Regions from separate parts of the Mus musculus genome. Here regions 2, 3 and 4 are each linked to region 1. The links are chromatin contacts, called in public HiChIP or PLAC-seq and promoter capture Hi-C maps. All regions are on one chromosome and are shown on one strand. The core of a region is the stretch at or near the end of the contact, and the rest is flanking DNA. Distances in the headings are between cores, read along the strand shown. Region 1 holds the start of Fndc1 (fibronectin type III domain containing 1). Region 2 overlaps Rps6ka2 (ribosomal protein S6 kinase, polypeptide 2). Region 3 holds the start of T (brachyury, T-box transcription factor T). Region 4 overlaps Rps6ka2 (ribosomal protein S6 kinase, polypeptide 2).

The links. Promoter capture Hi-C pulls out the DNA fragments that hold promoters and counts their contacts. HiChIP or PLAC-seq counts read pairs in DNA pulled down with a chosen protein or histone mark.
Region 2: a contact with region 1 is called in a promoter capture Hi-C map of cranial neural crest. The contact joins the enhancer-like site here to the promoter of Fndc1 in region 1. A contact is called at or near these places in 2 of 39 promoter capture datasets (cranial neural crest and liver), 3 of 484 Hi-C or Micro-C datasets (bone marrow-derived macrophages, cortical neurons and palatal mesenchyme) and 2 of 115 datasets of contacts at active chromatin or transcription factors (embryonic forebrain and stem cell-derived neural progenitor cells).
Region 3: a contact with region 1 is called in a promoter capture Hi-C map of pre-B cells. The contact joins the promoter of T here to the promoter of Fndc1 in region 1. A contact is called at or near these places in 3 of 39 promoter capture datasets (liver, neutrophils and pre-B cells).
Region 4: an H3K27ac HiChIP or PLAC-seq map of SST interneurons shows a contact between it and region 1, with 7 times the contacts expected there. The contact joins the enhancer-like site here to the promoter of Fndc1 in region 1. A contact is called at or near these places in 21 of 39 promoter capture datasets (the 3T3-L1 cell line, 3T3-L1-derived adipocytes, the C10 cell line and 14 more), 3 of 484 Hi-C or Micro-C datasets (bone marrow-derived macrophages, cortical neurons and palatal mesenchyme) and 1 of 115 datasets of contacts at active chromatin or transcription factors (SST interneurons).

What each region holds. Positions count from the first base shown.
Region 1 is chr17:7,825,949-7,828,648 of GRCm38.p6, forward strand. It overlaps Fndc1 (fibronectin type III domain containing 1), which reads right to left and starts at 1,354. Exons shown (of 21, transcript NM_001081416.2): 1 at 1,070-1,354. The coding sequence starts at 1,169.
Region 2 is chr17:7,265,907-7,268,606 of GRCm38.p6, forward strand. The region is part of intron 10 of Rps6ka2 (ribosomal protein S6 kinase, polypeptide 2); the gene reads left to right. Among named protein-coding and RNA genes, the nearest start is that of Tcp10a, 57 kb to the right of the region's middle. RefSeq lists an enhancer at 2,587-2,700. Within about 2 kb of position 1,390, at least 18 of the 459 cell types and tissues checked have an H3K27ac peak or open chromatin away from gene starts, as enhancers often do.
Region 3 is chr17:8,433,055-8,435,754 of GRCm38.p6, forward strand. It overlaps T (brachyury, T-box transcription factor T), which reads left to right and starts at 1,369. Exons shown (of 8, transcript NM_009309.2): 1 at 1,369-1,682; 2 at 2,137-2,401. The coding sequence starts at 1,477. It overlaps LOC115486424, which reads left to right. Exons shown (of 3, transcript XM_030250191.1): 2 at 391-446; 3 at 651-1,474. The coding sequence starts at 435. The coding sequence ends at 1,436. RefSeq lists a promoter at 826-1,484.
Region 4 is chr17:7,285,235-7,287,934 of GRCm38.p6, forward strand. The region is part of intron 14 of Rps6ka2 (ribosomal protein S6 kinase, polypeptide 2); the gene reads left to right. Among named protein-coding and RNA genes, the nearest start is that of Tcp10a, 38 kb to the right of the region's middle. Within about 2 kb of position 1,332, at least 19 of the 459 cell types and tissues checked have an H3K27ac peak or open chromatin away from gene starts, as enhancers often do. A contact at or near this core is called in SST interneurons, cortical neurons and hippocampal neurons, where this site is marked.

The DNA.
Region 1 (2,700 bases), core at 104-2,603:
GAATACTTGCCTTGAGATCATAAATGGAAGAGAAAGGACCCCTACTTCTGTATGACCCTTTTAGAAAAAGGGAACTCAACACCAGAATACGTAGCACCCGATACTACCAAGAGGTCACCAAGCGCTCTCCCTTTATCCTTATGGGGAGCGCAATACAGACACCAGCATGCAAAACTAGTGGCCCCTGTTGGAAAAGAAGTTTGTTTTGTTTTGTTGTTTTCAGCCCTGCTGCCACTGAATAATACCAGAAAGGGGAAGGGGAGTCCACTTTTCAGGTTCCTACAAATTGATGCCATAAACAAAAGTCATGGTTTCCAAGTGTGGAAATGCATGCATGCTAGACACGAAGACGCCAAGGACATAGGCGTGAAAGCCCACTACTGTGTAACCATCTGGACGCTGGTGAAACACGCAAGAAAGCAGAGTCAGCTAAGCCTCTTGTGCAAAGCAAGTGTCCATCCAGGCTGCAGCCTGGCCTTTGGAGTGGGTTAGGCTCTCTGGAACTCACTGACGGTCCCACTTCCCTCTCCCTCCTCGAAAGACAAATGTCTTCTTCCAGCTGCAAAGTTCCCAAGCTTAGGACTTCAGTTGCTGCTGGTCCTGGAGTACAGTCCTGCCCCTCAGTTTCCATCTGAGTTCCCTCAGTGACCTTATCCAACATCGAGACAGGTGAAGAAGATGACAGAAAGATGCTCACCCTCAACCCGGAGGAGAGTCTGACCAAAGAGAGTGCCCCCCCCCCCGACTTCTATCCCCCCCAGACTCCCACCCCCACCCCCAGTGCGATGCCCAAAGTCACTTCTCCTTTCCTTTGCCTGGATCTCCAGGGCACTTAGACAAGTTTCAGTCCCCAGTTCTCTTGTGTGTTCCGTGTCCACACTTCTCCCATACTCAGAGTGCCTAGTGCCCACACCTAGCACGCCCTGACTCCACTCACGAGGATGCACAGGTTAGTGACAAGACACGCACGCGGGCAACACAGAGCCAGTGTGGGACAGTGGTCCCCCAGAGTGACAAGCGGGTGGGCAGAGGACAGCCTAGCCGACCGCAGAGTCAGGCGTGCGCGTACCTGGGGGTCCTGCTGAGGTAGCCACCGGTAGCAGCGCCGCCAGGAGCAGCAGTGCCGCCCTGAGCAGCAGGCGCGGGGACGCCCTGGCCTCGGGGGCCATCGGAAGCCCGGGATGCGCGGGGACCGAGCGTAGGTGGCTGGCAGGGCGCGGGCCGCAGTGAGAGGAACGCAGAGCAACGCCGTCGGGTGCCCGTGGCTGGGTGTCCGGTGTCCTGTGCGAGCGGCGGTGCAGCCCCTAGGCGACCGCTCCTGGCCACGCACCGCGGCCAGCCGCGCTCTGCCACTGAGGCCACCCGCTGCCCGCAGCTCCTTTTAGATGCGCTCGGGCGCCCCCTGCCTGCGCGCTCGCGATGAGACCCCACGAGGCGGGCGGGGCGCAAGTCCCGGAACCCCATTCGATTTTTGTGAAATTAAAAATCTGCACCAGGAAGAGTGACCAGGAAAGTTCCCTCCCTTTGTCTAAGTCTCTAATACGCTCTGGCCAGGAAAGTGACCTATTATAAACAATCGGTGCTAAGATGAGGCGTGAACTTTGTCTCCTTAAACCTCTGTGTAGTTTCATCTTCAGGGACCGGGTCAGGACCCTCCACCTTTTTCTGCACATGACAGTGGTCTGTGGGCTCTCGATATCCTTCCTACGCAGCCGGAGCTCTTGGGAAAGGATGAGGAGCCGTACTCGCTGAGGGAGCTCCTGGCTGTCATTGCGCAGGAGCCTGTGATCCCAATTGAAACAGAAGCTGACTTTAAGCACGCCGCAAAAAGCCCTGCCAAGAACTCATTTGACCTCCCTTTCTGTAATTTAAACACCGCCTTGGGATCCCGCTGTGCGGGATAACAGACTGGGTTTTGGTCCACTCCCAGCCTCAGACACTAGTGGAGTAGGAGCGTCCTTGCAGGCGACAAAGACTCGCGCTAGGGAAGCAGAGTGCTGCTCTCTGCAAACCAACCTGATGCCACTGGCACAGGACAGACAGAACATGGAATCGGTTCGCCCACATAGCAACCCCAAACTTGACCAGGACGCTAAACAAAGTCTGGAAGGGTGGTACTGAAATACGGAATCTCTATTCGGAAACAAAAATTACAAAATCAAGACATCCACACGCTGAGCCCAGGCTGGCACCTCTTGCCTAACTGTGACCTGCAGTGAAGTCTCCAGGTCCCCCCCAGGAAGGCTCTCCACTGATCCCCTCTTTAGAGTTCGGGAACCTTCTACAATTGAACAGATGCTCTTGCCTCTCCCCTTAGGGCTCTAGTTAGTCTGGCCTCTGGCTTTTGTGTCCCCAGCTTGATCTTCCTTTAAGAGTGTCAGGTTCCTTCCGCACTCCTCTCTCTCTCTCTCTCTCTCTCTCTCTCTCTCTCTCTCTCTCTAGTGTATTCCAAGTCAGTGGATCCAGGGCTCCTGTGGTCAGCTCTAGCTGGTCAGTCAGAGGTGGAAATCTCTCTAGATAACAGAATCTTCTCTTCTTCCTCAGTCCATGGTGGTGAAGGGCAGTGGCCATGGTTTGCTGAAACTCAGTTCCCAAAAATGTGTGTCTGCCTTCATCACTGGAGGCTACACGGGGGTGGCTCATGGTTCAACTGAACATTCTCAGAGAGTTTAGGCTATGAATGTAGCACGTATGTGTATA
Region 2 (2,700 bases), core at 140-2,639, 560 kb before region 1:
GGCTGGCCTTGTGTTGAATCCTTGGGGATCTGCCAGATTTGCAAGGAAACTGTCTTTAATTCACACCTGGATGCTGTCCAATGGAATTTACTTATGTGAAGGCTGTCTCTTTTCTCTCTCCCTGTGCAGAGGCTCCTGGACGCTCTCTGCAATTGAACTTGCTGAATTGTTATGAGAATCTCAATTTATTTGTTTTCCTTTATACACTCTTCATTCTGCACAGCCAATGTGCATAAAAGATAGGAAGGTTTCGAAAAACAGTAGAAGAGAGATAATTACATAAAATTCTAGTCTTAACAGATTTGTGTTTATTTTGAGATTGTATTTATCGGCTCCAGAGGCATCCAGCAAGGGCTTCAGTCCTTTACCAGACTTCCTGTCTCGAGAGGCGGTTGTGATCACAGACTTCTTGCTTCCTGAGAATGTCTTCAAGCTTGTTTCCCTTTTTTGCGTGTTGGGATAAAACAAAAAGCTCTGGTTCTTTCATACCTCACAGATTCGGATGAGGTTAGAGATGCGGTGACCTCCAACCTTGGCAGGGTCTCCGTGAACTGATGGCACCCTGGGATGCTGGCCTGAATTCATCCCGCAATAATCCTGGCTGAATAGCGAAAGCCCACGAGCTTAGTCCAGTGTCCCCAGGAAGGTCCCCAGGAAGGTTTCTGTGCACACGAGCTAGCTGGACCGCTCCTGTGGGCAGCACCCAGCCACAGCAGAGTGAGGCCGAGCCTGTGACATATGGCCACATGCTTCAGCATAAAGGGGAAGGGGCTAAGCACACTGCCCACAACAGCCCAGGATGGCCTGTCTTCAGTAGAAGCCAGGGTAGGAGAGAGACAGATGCCCAAAGGCGAACACAGATGTTCTCATCTGCTAGCTGGGCAGGAGAGGGGCATCCCTCCACCTTGTGCTCTGCTGTCTGGCTCCTTAAACAGTAAGCACATTAATTTTATGATTCTAAGAGGTTTTGGGGTTTTTTTTTTTGTTGTTGTTGTTTTGTTTTGTTTTGTTTAGGTGGGGAGCTGTTTTGAAGGGAAAAATTCAATATTTAGAGATACATGGCAGGGGACCGTAAGAAGTTCACTTTTCCCCACCCTCAGGGCCACACTAGCTCTCTTTAACAGATAGGTGAGCCGGGCGGGGGGGGTTGTCGCACTTGTACTCAGCACAAGGGTTGTCAGGGTTTGATGAAACAGCACAGACCACAAAATGGGGCTGAGACAGAGAACAAGACGGTGGGGGGAAACCCAGGGGCTTTGCAAGGCCTGCTACAGACCCCACCCACCCAGCCTGCACTCCACTCTCAGGACCCCGTATCTTGACCACCATATGAGAGGTCAGAATCTGTGCCCCGATCCTGCTTGGAGAGGTGGGCAAGAGTGGTGGTACCCATAGGCCTGTCTGCTGCCTTTGGAAACAAGGGGTCCTGGCTTCTCTGCACTCTGTGGAGAGAAGAAATGTTAGTGTCTCACTTGCTCCAGAGAAAGCTGGTGAGATGGGTTGGAGGGGGGAGGGGGACTCTGTCATCCAGGGATTTGCTTTGGGGTTCATTTTCTGAGCCCCACTATGTTGCATATGGCACAGGGCAATCTTCCAGCTTTCCTGGCACGGAACATGATCTTAGAAGGGTCCCATTTGAGCCCCTCATTCATACGCTGGCCTTAGAGGTCTTCCCAAATCTGACAGATGGTCCTTGTTATCAGGAATTGTGGGGTGGCATACAGAAGACACAGCTCTGAGGTGCATACATATGCCTTGCTGCCAAGGTACAGGGGAGAGGGAGCAACTGTTTCGCTGTGACCCCTGCCTGGTCCATGCTCACTTGCTGTTTAACCTAGAGCCTGTGCGTCCTTGCTAATCTGTGAACTCAGGATAACTGTGTACCCCAGAGTCATCCGGTGTCTCACAGGGGCATAACAGCACCTGACATGCAGGACACACTGCCCTGTGTCGAATAGATTGATTGTAATGGGCCTGGGGGGAGGGGGGTGTGAGGAGGTGCTGTGGTTTACAGGAATGTCTTAGAGCAGCCATCTCTCCATGTTGCCCTTCTGCATCCTGAGCTGTCCCAGGCCTGAACCACCTCCACCTCCAAGCCTTTTCCTTTGCTGACTGAGTCATTCTGTACCACACACCTCTCTTCCCACATGGAAGCCTCCATCTGCCACTTACAGTCATACTTAAGTGTTGGGTATGAGTGCTGAGTGCCTTCTGTAGTGCTGGGCATACCAAGGCCCTGAACCCTTAGCTGACTCTGTCAGGTCCTCTGGATGGGTAACAGAGGTCCTGTGGGGCAGAGAGCACAACAGCCTTGGCGGGACAGTTCCTCATACCTGTATGGCTGAACTGGTCTAGACTAAGGATCAAGGACCCTTCTATCCATAGCAGAGGTTATGGGAGATTACCGTCCTGGCATCTGTAAATGAGAGCTATTTCCAAGTCAGGGGCTTGGGCTTAGCTCAGAACCAGCCCTAGGGATCCCTCAAGAACTCAAGAAGCCCTAGGGCTATATTATGATAGGATACACACACCACCACCACCACCACCACCACCACCACCACCACCACCACCACCACCACCACACAACCCAGCAGTTCTGCATGACACAGTTATGTCATGCAAAGGTTGTTTATATAATATGGGTGAGATTTAAATGGACAGAAAACACTTTAAAGAAATGATGTGCTACAACCATATTAG
Region 3 (2,700 bases), core at 119-2,618, 610 kb after region 1:
TCAGTGGGAAAGGGCAGAGGAGGGTAGTCTAGGGCATCCCACCCCAGAGGTTGGCTCCTGGAAAACCGTCTCTCCCAGAAGTAGGGGCAGGTAGAACCCACAACTCCGACCCCAAAGACTTCCCAGGGAGACTCTCAGAGAGACAACGAACTCAGAATTGAGTGCCCCCACCTGATTCAGGGGCCTCTTCCAAGGAGCTTCGGGATAGGATAGGAGAGTGGAAGACGGGGAAACGGAGGCTGGAACCCAGAGTCTCGTTAAAGAGCTGGGCGCGAGCTCTGGCTTCCTTCCCGCTTCCTGGGCTCCCGTTTTAGAGGAATGTTATTGTTTAAAGAGACCCCATTGAACTATTTCCTGCTCTTTGTCACCTTCCCCTCACTCTCCCGGCAGAGGTTCTCACCGAGAGGCAATAAACCAACTGCTGCCCACACCGCATGGCGAGGCGGGTAGGGAAACGCGCGCAGCATGCGTTCCAACAATCCCCGGCGCAAAGAGACCAGGGACTCCCGGGGCCACATTCGGTGCAGGCGCATCCACCGTCAAAGTCCAGCTTTTATGTGGGACGCGAGGACACCTCCTACTAGGGTCGCTATCTGTTCGTCTATTTCCCTCTCTGGACAGATCCGCATTGAGCTTCCCTCTCCACGCAGGTGAAGGTCGTGGGGGACCTGGATGCCGAGGTGGGAGTTAGTGGCAGTCCATGGGGCGAGGGGACGTGTCCCAAAGCTGCCACACCTGGGGAGGCTGAGGCTTTGGAGAGGTCAAGGAGACCCGGGAGACGCCGATCCGCCGAAGTCCCTCTCAGGTGCGCGCAGCGTGGACACTCCGCGGGGCAAAGTCGCAGGCGCCGGTGTGCGCTTGGACAGCGCGTGGGAGTGGAGAGTTTAGCAGTGGCTCTAGGAGCCAGGGTCCTGGGTGGCTCCAGCCCGGCTTCTCGCCCTCCCTCCCCCAGGGTCCGCCCCGCCGCTTTGATGGAGGTGCAAACATTTGGGGGAGGGCGGGGGTGTCGGGACTGCGCCCGACGCTTTCCTTACAGGAAGCGCGCGCTGGAGCCCATTGTTGGCCCCCAGCCTCCGGGCCCGCCCGGCCAGTCTGATATGGCCGCGCACCGCCAATGGGCAGCTGCTCGGTACTTCAAAGGGTGTCCCGCCCAATCCGCCGCACCCCCCTGCGAGGCCACCTCGGCTGTATTTATGGGGAGGGGACCCATTTTTCTCTTCCCCAGAGACTTACTCTTGTCGCGCCTTGCGGGAGTTCAAGTGGAGCCACGGCTCCCCAGGCCCTCTCCCCCATCCCCGCCCCCTTCCCCCCTCATCCCGATCTCGGTGCTCCTTTGGCGAATGTGCAGGGACCCAGGTGTAATCTTTGGGCTCCGCAGAGTGACCCTTTTTCTTGGAAAAGCGGTGGCGAGAGAAGTGAAGGTGGCTGTTGGGTAGGGAGTCAAGACTCCTGGAAGGTGGAGAGGGTGGCGGGAGGATGAGCTCGCCGGGCACAGAGAGCGCAGGGAAGAGCCTGCAGTACCGAGTGGACCACCTGCTCAGCGCCGTGGAGAGCGAGCTGCAGGCGGGCAGCGAGAAGGGAGACCCCACCGAACGCGAACTGCGAGTGGGCCTGGAGGAGAGCGAGCTGTGGCTGCGCTTCAAGGAGCTAACTAACGAGATGATTGTGACCAAGAACGGCAGGTAGGTGCGTGCTGCAAGCCGGCAGTCTGGGGCCTGGCGAGTGCCCCTCGCCTCGGGGAGAGCATCTTTTCTTCCCAACCGGCCGACTTTGTTTCTTCCCGCTGAGTTAACAGCTCCCCAGAGGATTCCTAAACCTTGGTTTCTCGGGAACTTTCCCCCTGACGAAACCTGAGGAGGAAGGAGGCATTCGAACTCTAGGGTTCCTAGGTGTATACTGGAATGACCAGGTTTGCCTAGGGGGCCGAAACCCTTGGCTAGATTTGTCCCTCTGCTGTCCCGAGAACCCGTGGGCTTAGTGGGGGGAGATGATTTGGTTCCTGAACTGAGAAAGTTCAGGCAAAGATGCTTGCGAGACCGGTTGCCGGGGTCCTCCTCTTTGGCCGGCATCAAACACTTAGTGCAGGCTCCCCCTCTCCAACGGATGGGTCCTCCTGCCGTGCGCTGTCTTTTCCAGGAGGATGTTCCCGGTGCTGAAGGTAAATGTGTCAGGCCTGGACCCCAATGCCATGTACTCTTTCTTGCTGGACTTCGTGACGGCTGACAACCACCGCTGGAAATATGTGAACGGGGAGTGGGTACCTGGGGGCAAACCAGAGCCTCAGGCGCCCAGCTGCGTCTACATCCACCCAGACTCGCCCAATTTTGGGGCCCACTGGATGAAGGCGCCTGTGTCTTTCAGCAAAGTCAAACTCACCAACAAGCTCAATGGAGGGGGACAGGTAAGCCAGTGCAGAAGACAGCCTCTGGGCCCCAGGCCGAAGGGAAGAGCCTGGCTGGGAGCTTAGAAAGACACCACCAGCCTTTGTCAGCCCCACAGAAGCCACCGTGGCCTCCTTCCCCAATTAAATCTTTAGTACTGTTTATATTAAGCTGATGAGGGTTAAGCAGGGCCTGGCAAAGGGAACTGGGAGTTCTCCCTCACCTTGGAAGGGTTGAAGAAGGCCTGCCGCTTGGGAACTGGCTCTGGCCATAGGTGAGCATTGGTTCCGAATCCTCAGTCACTTTAAAGTCAAAAGGG
Region 4 (2,700 bases), core at 82-2,581, 540 kb before region 1:
AGTTTCTTTTAAAGATGAAAGAGCCAACAGTCCATCATTTCCTGTGTCCATAACCACAGTGGATGTCCACTCTGGCGAGCAGAGCCTAGTCAAGCCTTTCTGTAGGTCTGTGGACTCAAGAAAGCCAGACGTGTGTTGGGAGTAGACTGAGCTGTAGAAGACAGAGAGGCCTGTGCTCACGCACCCTAGCGCTTGGTTAGTTAAGAGGAAAGCACTCCAGAGCTGTGCTTCAGATCTGGATCATCTCTGCTCGGCATTCAGAAAATTGCTCAACGGCGCACGCTGCCTGTGGACTCCTTGATTTCGCCTTCAGGAAGCCAGCTGCTTTCAGTCATTGCTTCTCTGACACATCTTTTCTCGTGTCACGGGACAGAAGCCTCAACACACATGGAATACATCGCATGGCCTGTCCCCTTGCATACTTACATGCACACATGCAGCCCAGACACTGACACCTCTTTACTAACAACCCCCTCCTGTGGCTGAGAAGTTTTGGGGGAAACGTGAACCTGGTCAGCGACGGACATGTTTTCCTTAGGAGGCAGCAGCTTTGCCCCTCAGCCACACATGTGCTGTTATTAAATGCATGTAGTTTGTATTAGATAAAAAAATAAAAACCCTTGCTGCCTAGCCTGATGACCTGAGTTCCAGCCCAGGACCCACATGGTGGAAGGAGGTGACCAACTCTAGCAAGCTGTCATGTGATCATCACGTGTGCCCCGTGCTCTGTACCACGCCTACCCATACACATACACAACTGAAGAAACCGATGAAAATGTAAAAATTAAAGGGCCTTAAAGTCATTCCAAAGTGTGTGTCACCTTGTCCTCTTAAAGCATTTAAAATAGTTTCTTTAGACATTTTTGCTCCCATTCCATCCTTCTCCCTTTGGAACCTCCTCTTCTTTCTAAGAAGTCTCCCTCCCCTTCCCTGTCTGTTTCGCATATTGCCACTGAGTTCAGTTCCATGGCTGAGTAGATGTGTGGCTATTTATTTGAGCCAGAAAAACATATCTTTGGCCCCCACAGATCTCCTCCTCAACAACTCTGACTGCTCCTAGTCCCTACAAGAGGGCTGGGACCTCATGGACCTGTGCCCATCACTGAGGTCTCAGGCTTGTGTACAGAGTGACAGATGACTATCTCAACAACCAGTGTTCCCAAGGTGTTTGTGACTTCCCTGTCAGCAATTGGATGACTGTGTTTGCTTGTATGTCATCCTATTTTTAACTTCCACAGAGGATCTGGCTGCCACACCCAGGACAGGAGAGGCCTCTCCCAGTAGGAGCCAGAGTTTGGATTCACATCGCATCATCCGTGTACCACAGCGTTTGCACGGCTGCACTCAGTTCCATTCTGGGTATATAATTTGTCAGCCAGAAGGGAAATGGAGTTAAACAGATGCTTGGCCTGGAGATCGTATTTTTAGAAGGACAGATTGGCATGGAAATTTTAATTTTTTCCTATTGAGAAAGCACCAGAGTTCTGTCTCTTTGTCATTTGCTCTAATTAATTTTACAGGAGAAAATGTCTGTTAGAGTTTTTTTCAGGTAATTACATGCTCCACTTACCTCGTTCCCAGCGTAGCATGATCCTCCCATTTGTTGGAAGGGCAGGGTGCATCCTGCTTGCCCTGCAGCTCACACTTTGGCCTTCAGACCCAGCTGGCAAGTGTCTCAGCACCTGGAAAGACAGCGCTTCAGTGATGGGACCCTGAGGAACACAAGGAAGAACACTGACAGACACAGAGAAGGAAAATGGAGACGTGGGGGAAACACACACGCACACGCACACGCACACACACACACACACACACACACACACACACACACACACACACACACACGAAGGGTGGCCAGGACTCGTGTGTGCCAGCAGCAGCCACCAGCAAACATGCTTCACCTGCTAAGAAAAGCCATCTTCCTGCGCCAGCCATTGTGGAAGCCACACTTGCTCTGGGCATATGCACACCTTGGCTTAGCATCTCTGAGGAGGGTGAGAAGTAGCTGCGGCACACAGGGAGCTCATCCACATGCAGCAGGGCCCGCGGCCCACCCGGCAGGATGCTGCCTGGCGAAAAAAAGAGATGTGGATAGGAAAGATGCCCCCTTCCTCCGGCCTTTGTGTGTGTTATCTCTGTTACCAAGCTTATGCCTGGAGAGGAGAGCCAAAGCAAGAACTTGGTTAGAAGTAAGAAACCACCCCTCCAGAAACTCGCTGAAGGGTCTTGCACACCCTTCAGCCACGCAACAGCCACCTGAGGGAATACCTCACTCACTGATCATATCTGATGGAGGTGCCTTACAAGTTCCGCCAAACAATTAAATGATATTCAGTGTAATATTAATATTACAGCACACAAGCCTGTGCTGATGCCGTGCTGTAACAGATTAACCGGGTGTGCTCGGTCTGCCTCCGAGTTGAACACAGGTTCTTACTCCAGTCTTAAAGTCCTACTCGATGTCAGTGAGAGCTTAAGGTCTTTAGGAGTGGCTTTGTTCGCAAGTATTTATAATCTCTCGCCAGAAGTCTTCTCGTGCCTTACATCAGAAGAACACACAGGCATAAAACACACCACAGTGAAGAAACAGATCAAGCATTTGTAGTCCCGGGTGTTTTTATGATAGTTACAGTGTTCTCCCATTTCATATTTTTAATAGATAATGGCTTCATGGTTCCAGATTGAAAAGCTATGCTGGAG